2 separate regions of the Mus musculus genome follow, and region 2 is linked to region 1. Evidence: chromatin contacts called from public Hi-C data. All regions are on one chromosome and are shown on one strand. Each heading gives the region's core, a stretch centred on a gene start, on an enhancer-like site or on the middle of the called end of the contact. The rest is flanking DNA. Distances are from core to core; before and after follow the strand shown. Region 1 holds the start of Mybbp1a (MYB binding protein (P160) 1a). Region 2 holds the start of 4732414G09Rik (RIKEN cDNA 4732414G09 gene).

What was found. Hi-C and Micro-C count contacts between places; a contact is called where the count stands out from the background.
Region 2: a Hi-C map of CD8 T cells shows a contact between it and region 1, with 3 times the contacts expected there. The contact joins the promoter of 4732414G09Rik here to the promoter of Mybbp1a in region 1. A contact is called at or near these places in 3 of 484 Hi-C or Micro-C datasets (B cells, CD4 T cells and CD8 T cells), 6 of 115 datasets of contacts at active chromatin or transcription factors (the 230-238 cell line, the SCID.adh cell line, embryonic stem cells and 2 more) and 1 of 9 other capture datasets (liver).

The regions. Positions count from the first base shown.
Region 1 is chr11:72,439,973-72,442,814 of GRCm38.p6, forward strand. Mybbp1a (MYB binding protein (P160) 1a) reads left to right here and starts at 1,355. Exons shown (of 26, transcript NM_016776.3): 1 at 1,355-1,603; 2 at 1,706-1,801; 3 at 2,428-2,511; 4 at 2,598-2,672; 5 at 2,774-2,842. The coding sequence starts at 1,412.
Region 2 is chr11:73,017,486-73,020,327 of GRCm38.p6, forward strand. 4732414G09Rik (RIKEN cDNA 4732414G09 gene) reads right to left here and starts at 1,356. Exons shown (of 3, transcript NR_152202.1): 1 at 1,172-1,356. It overlaps Camkk1 (calcium/calmodulin-dependent protein kinase kinase 1, alpha), which reads left to right and starts at 1,503. Exons shown (of 16, transcript NM_018883.3): 1 at 1,503-1,642.

The DNA of each region.
Region 1 (2,842 bases), core at 105-2,604:
CCTCCCTGCACTCTCTGAAGAAATTCTGAACCCTTGAGCCTGGCCCTGGGTTCTATATAACCTTGCTCCTGGCACCTGAGTCCTCCTCCTCACCTTACTGACCTCATTCCCGTAAGAGATGAGTGGCCTCTGTAGAAGAAATGTCCTTGGCCTGCTCTTAGATTTTTGCCCTGGGGACAATAGAGCCCATCTTGTCCCTCAGCTGTCAGCTCACATGTCAGTCTTGTCATGGTCTCTTAAATAGAATCTTAGAATCTATAGAATTTTCCCTTTAATTTTTTTTTTGGTTTTGTTTTTGTGTGTGTGTGTGGTTTTGGGTTTTTTGGTTTTTTTTGTTTTGTTTTGTTTTGGTTTGGTTTGGTTTTTCGAGACAGGGTTTCTCTGTGTAGCCCTGGCTGCCCTGGAACTCACTTTGTAGACCAGGCTGGCCTTGAACTCAGAAATCCACCTGCCTCTGCCTCCCAAGTGCTGGGATCAAAGGTGTGCACCACCATGCCCGGCTTCCCTTTAATTTTTTTTTTTTAAGAAAATGTTGTTTATTTTATTTTATTTTTTTTTTTGTTTTTTGTTTTTTTTTTTTTTTTGGTTTTTCGAGACAGGGTTTCTCTGTATAGTCTTGGCTGTCCTGGAACTCACTTTGTAGACCAGGCTGGCCTCAAACTCAGAAATCCGCCTGTCTCTGCCTCCCAAGTGCTGGGATTAAAGGCGTGTGCCACCACCTCCCGGCTGTTTATTTTTATGAATACACTGTATCTGTCTTCAGACACACCAGAAGAGTGGATTGGATCCCATTACAGATGGTTGTGAGCCACCATGTGGTTGCTGGGAACTGAACTCAGGACCTCTGGAAGAGTAGTCAGAGCTCTTAACCGATGAGCCATCTCTCCAGCCCCTCCCTTTAATTTTTAACAGGCGATGTTTTCACGTTTTTTAACATTTAAAAGGCTCCCTCTGCTCCCTACATTCCTTATTTTCCTCATAACTATCATTTAAAATGTATTTGTCTACTCGTTCATCAACCATCTCTTCCCACTAGAAAGGAAGTCCACAGAAGCCGCGGCTTTGTTCGGATGCACACAATAAAAGCGGAATAATAGCGGATGTCTCGGACTAGATCGCGAGCAGACCCGGGTCTGGGAAGAGATCATACTACGGCTTTTTCGTGGATTTGTTTGCACCTCCGGTCGTCAGGAACTCCTCCAGGTTAAAGGAAGAGATCGAAGCATCAGTTTCTGAGCACACGCGCGTGTGAGAACACTCTGCTCCACCCACAGCCACAAGGGAAAGGCAAGGCCGTACGGAAGCCACTTCCAACCTGCTAGGCCCCGCCCTCACTCGGACGTCCCAGTGCGCAGGCGCCGAGACCTGACCTGGAAGTGACTGTCTTCTGAGCCCACGTGTTTGGCTCAGCATGGCGGAGATGAAGAGCCCCACGAAAGCTGAGCCTGCGACTCCCGCAGAAGCGGCGCAAAGCGACCGCCACAGCCTGCTGGAGCACAGCCGCGAGTTCTTGGACTTCTTCTGGGACATTGCGAAACCGGATCAGGAAACGCGGCTCCGGGCCACGGAGAAGTTGTTGGAGTACTTGCGCACAAGGCCCAATGTATGATGGAGGGGCCCAGGCCCATCGTGGCTCTGGATGCAAGGGGGAGGGGTGGGCCCTTCAGATCACTGTTGAACACGAGGGATGTTCTTGGTTCCGTAGGATTCGGAGATGAAATATGCCCTGAAGCGCCTAATCACTGGGCTTGGGGTGGGCCGAGAAGCCGCTAGGCCCTGCTACAGCCTGGCGCTGGCACAGGTGAGACTGTGTGTCTGGCAAGGGCACGATCTCGCTGGGCAAAGGTGGCGTCTAAGGGTAGGGGGCACCGAAGCTGCGGGGTAAGAAGAAATCCGAGATGCTTCAGAGGGGATACAGGCATCCTTACTTGGGTGGGAGGAAGTGCCAAAACATGGCCTATGTACAGCAAAGTCCAGGCAGGTGGAAGAGTTGAACACGTTTTCTTTCTGATACACGTTTATCAGCTACAGAGTATTAGCTACAGTTACTGGAAGTAGTGAACTTTGAGGTTGATTTCTGCAAGGTTGGGGAGCCGCCTCCAGGTTAGGAAGGCAACTGATGACAGACCACGTAGAAATTTGTACAGCAAAAAGCAATGAAGACTAACCAGCCTCAAGGCAACTCAGAACAGGATCTTTGGATGGGATGGGTTTTCCCAAGAGGTACAGAAGCAGCCTAGGCCTTCTGAAGCCTTGATGGAGGTGGGGCTTAGCCATGTAAGATGTGGTCCCTTGAAAGCAGTAGCGCTTGTGAGGGATGGGAGGAGCACGGAGATTATATTGGGGAAAGCTGAAGGAGGGAAATGGACTTGGTCTGGTTTGTTGTCCCTGGGCCACTCCTGAGCTCTTTCTGGTCTTGCCTGGTAGCTGTTGCAGTCTTTTGAAGACATCCCATTGTGTGACATCCTGGATCAGATACAAGAAAAATACAGCCTACAAGCCATGAACAAGGTGCGTGAGATTCCCAGACAGACAACCTGCTCCTGAACAGCTATGGGGAGGGACCCTCTTCACCTGTGTTTTCAATCTTTTTCTAGGCAATGATGAGACCTAGTCTCTTTGCAAACCTTTTTGGAGTGCTAGCCCTCTTTCAGTCAGGCCGCCTAGTGAAGGTAAGAGCTTTTGGCACGGGGCGCAGGGACTGGTTTAGGGCTGGAGGGGAACAGATGGTAACAGACCCTGCTCTTCACCTTTTGCTCTCTGTGGATACCAGGACAAAGAGGCCCTGATGAAGTCCGTGCAATTGCTGAAGATCCTGTCCCAACACCCCAACCACTTACAG
Region 2 (2,842 bases), core at 106-2,605, 580 kb after region 1:
GACTCTCAAAACCATCTCTTCAATATTGGGGTATAGCTCAGTAGTAGCATCCTTGCTTAGAATGCAAGAAGCCCTGGATTCAATCTTCAAAACTGGGGGTGGGGGGAGGAGTCTCTGTAGCCCAGCTCTTTCCTGAACTCCAGCCCTATAGATCCAATCCTCCAGTTACTGGACCCAATTATTCATTTCAACAAATACATGCTGGGCATGCATCAGGAGGTCAGGCTGTGCTGGGCGAATTCATCTCGACCCTTGCTCTCAAGAGTTCTTAGTCCAGACAGGACTCAGGTGAAGAGGTGCTGAGATCTGGAAAGCACTGAGAAAGGGCTGCTGGGCATTCCAGGTATCCAGAAGGTCATGGGGAAGGCTTCCTAGCAGCAGAGGCATTGAACTAAGTGCCAAAAGACAAGTGGGGTTTAGGCAGGCAAGTGGTGAGGGGTGAGCTATGGAGGGCTTGAGGGGACTTAGTGGCAAGCAGTGGAAGATCCTAAGAGGCAGCTCTCTGGTGTTCCTAGTGCCTGTTCTGGTTGTCCCAGAAAGGTTAATGGGAAGTGATACTGGATTGGGGTGAGGGGTGGGGCTGCTGCACTAATCAAGTGGAGGTATACTGCATGACCGTGGTGGTCGAGTTCAGGGAGGGGCAGATGGTGGGGAGAGAGAGAGAGAGAGAGAGAGAGAGAGAGAGAGAGAGAGAGAGAGAGAGAGACTTTAGGGATCTTAAGAGGCAACATGGCAGATCCTTGTGCTACACCCGGTTGGGTCAGAAAACCTGCTACACAGGTAACTCCTGGTTTCTAACTCCTGGTTTCTAACTCCTGTTTAAGACAGAGACACAGGTGAGACCAGGTTGGAGATAGCAACATGGGTCTGAGTTTGAGGCAAGCAGTGATGTGGGGCATCTCCAATAGACTAATAATAGCAGGATTGAACCAGGAGTCTGTGAGGGCAGTCCCCAGGCATAACCACAGTCAAGGCCACTTGGTCCTGGAGGGCTCTTTTTCATTCCCTCAGCCCAGCCAGTCACCTCCTGCTCCTCTCCAAACCTGAGTGCCGCCCCACCCCAGCACTCTGACGAATCTCCCTCCTCCTTCCCTCCCCCAACCCCCCCGGAGAACACTCAACTCCAGGCCCTTCTCCCAGGGCCTCTACCTAGCCTCTCCTTGGTACGCACCGGGCCTCATCCCGAAGGAGGGATGCTCTTGCCTCTAGAGACTAGGACACCGGATTGAGGACTCGAAAAAAGCATCGTACGCTTCAGGCCAGGCTGAGGGGCCCACGACGTGGCCTGAGGGACATCGGGTTCCCCGAGCCTGCTTGTCTGCGGGCGCCGGGGGCGTGACGCGTCGGGGCCCATCCGCAGGGCCCCTCCCGAGCCACCTCCTCCCGATCCCGTCGAGACCCGCCCCCTCTACCCCTGGGCGGGAGGACCGGACTCTGATTGGACATCTCTGCGGGGCGCTGCGCGGCACAGCCAATGATCGTGGGCCGGCGCGGCGGCGGGCGGGGGGAGCGAGCGCAGCCTGGAGCTGCGGCGCCAGCGGGTTGAGCCGGGCGATCCTAGCCCGGCAAGGCGGGCAGGGCGGGGCGCGCACAGCGGGAGCGAGCCTGGTGCCCACCGCAGAGACTGTCGCCAGGTGCCTAGGTAGGGGTCAGCAGCCGGGACTTGGAGTTGGAAACTGGGGTGCGGACGGCTGAGCCGCCCTGTGCAGCCAACGGGCTGTAGAAGGGTGGTCTACAAGGCCGGGTCTACGTGGGCAGCCGGAATCTGGTGTGCAGAGATTCCCGCTGTGTCTGCAGGGCCAGGTCCTCGGGATGGTTCCCTGAGCCCGCATCTGTCTAAGCCAGCTATGCGGGTGCCCGACCACCTGCGTTTCTTCCGCAGCTGCTGTCTGTGGGACTGCATAGAAGCCCCGCGCGCGCGGTGCCTTGGGCCCGGCTCTGGGTGGAGGCCGTGTCTATTCGGAGTGGGCCTGGACGGGTGCACCCACGTGTGGATCTCAGCAGAGCGCTTCTCCCACAGCCCTCCCGTGAGTCTTCCGTGGAGAGCTGGGGGCGGGGTGATGAATGGGACGGATGCAGCGAGCGACTTCAGCTGCTGCGCAGTCGTCCCCTGACTGAGTGAGGGTGGCGGAGGCGGCGCTGTGGTTTCTGGGTCTGGTGGGTACAGGATTGGTGCTCCGAGGGTGCACACGTGCGCGGGGAGCTGTGTGTGGTGTTTGGAGGCGGGTGTGCGTGCGTCACGTGGACACAAGAGTGTGCCTGTGTACCTGAGGGGTGCGTTTCAGGATGGAGTGGTGTGTGAGCACCGGTCACGAGGACAAGGATTACATCTGTCAGGGAAGGGGTGTGTGTCTGTCTTGAGGGTGTTACAGAGTGAGCAGAGCTAGCTGTCACATGCCTTGGGTCCCAGGACTGTGTCCCAGTGAGCTCCTCTCTTTGTCTTGGCCAGGTTCAGGGTGTGAGAGAAGCGCACAGCTGTGTCCTTGAAAATCCCAGGGAAAAGGAAGAGGCTGGGTCTTCTGCGCATCTCTACCTCTTCCATCCAACATACGCTGTGGGTCAGACTGTTCTAGACCCTACTACCTGCTCCTTGGTCCCCCACGCCCAGTCCTCAGACCAGGACTGGGGCTTATTTTAAACCTTATCCAAGTGAATTGCTTCCCTGCTTAAAGACTCCTTTGGTGTTAGAGGCCTCTGGTTTCTGTTCACAAACCCTAAACCAAGCCTGTTGGGAAGCACTCTATTGCTATCACGTTGGGAAGGGATCTCTTTTAGACACAGGGTGAACTCCCATTTCTCCCTTGGGAATCCTGCTTAGTGGTCACAATGTCGCCTCCGCCAG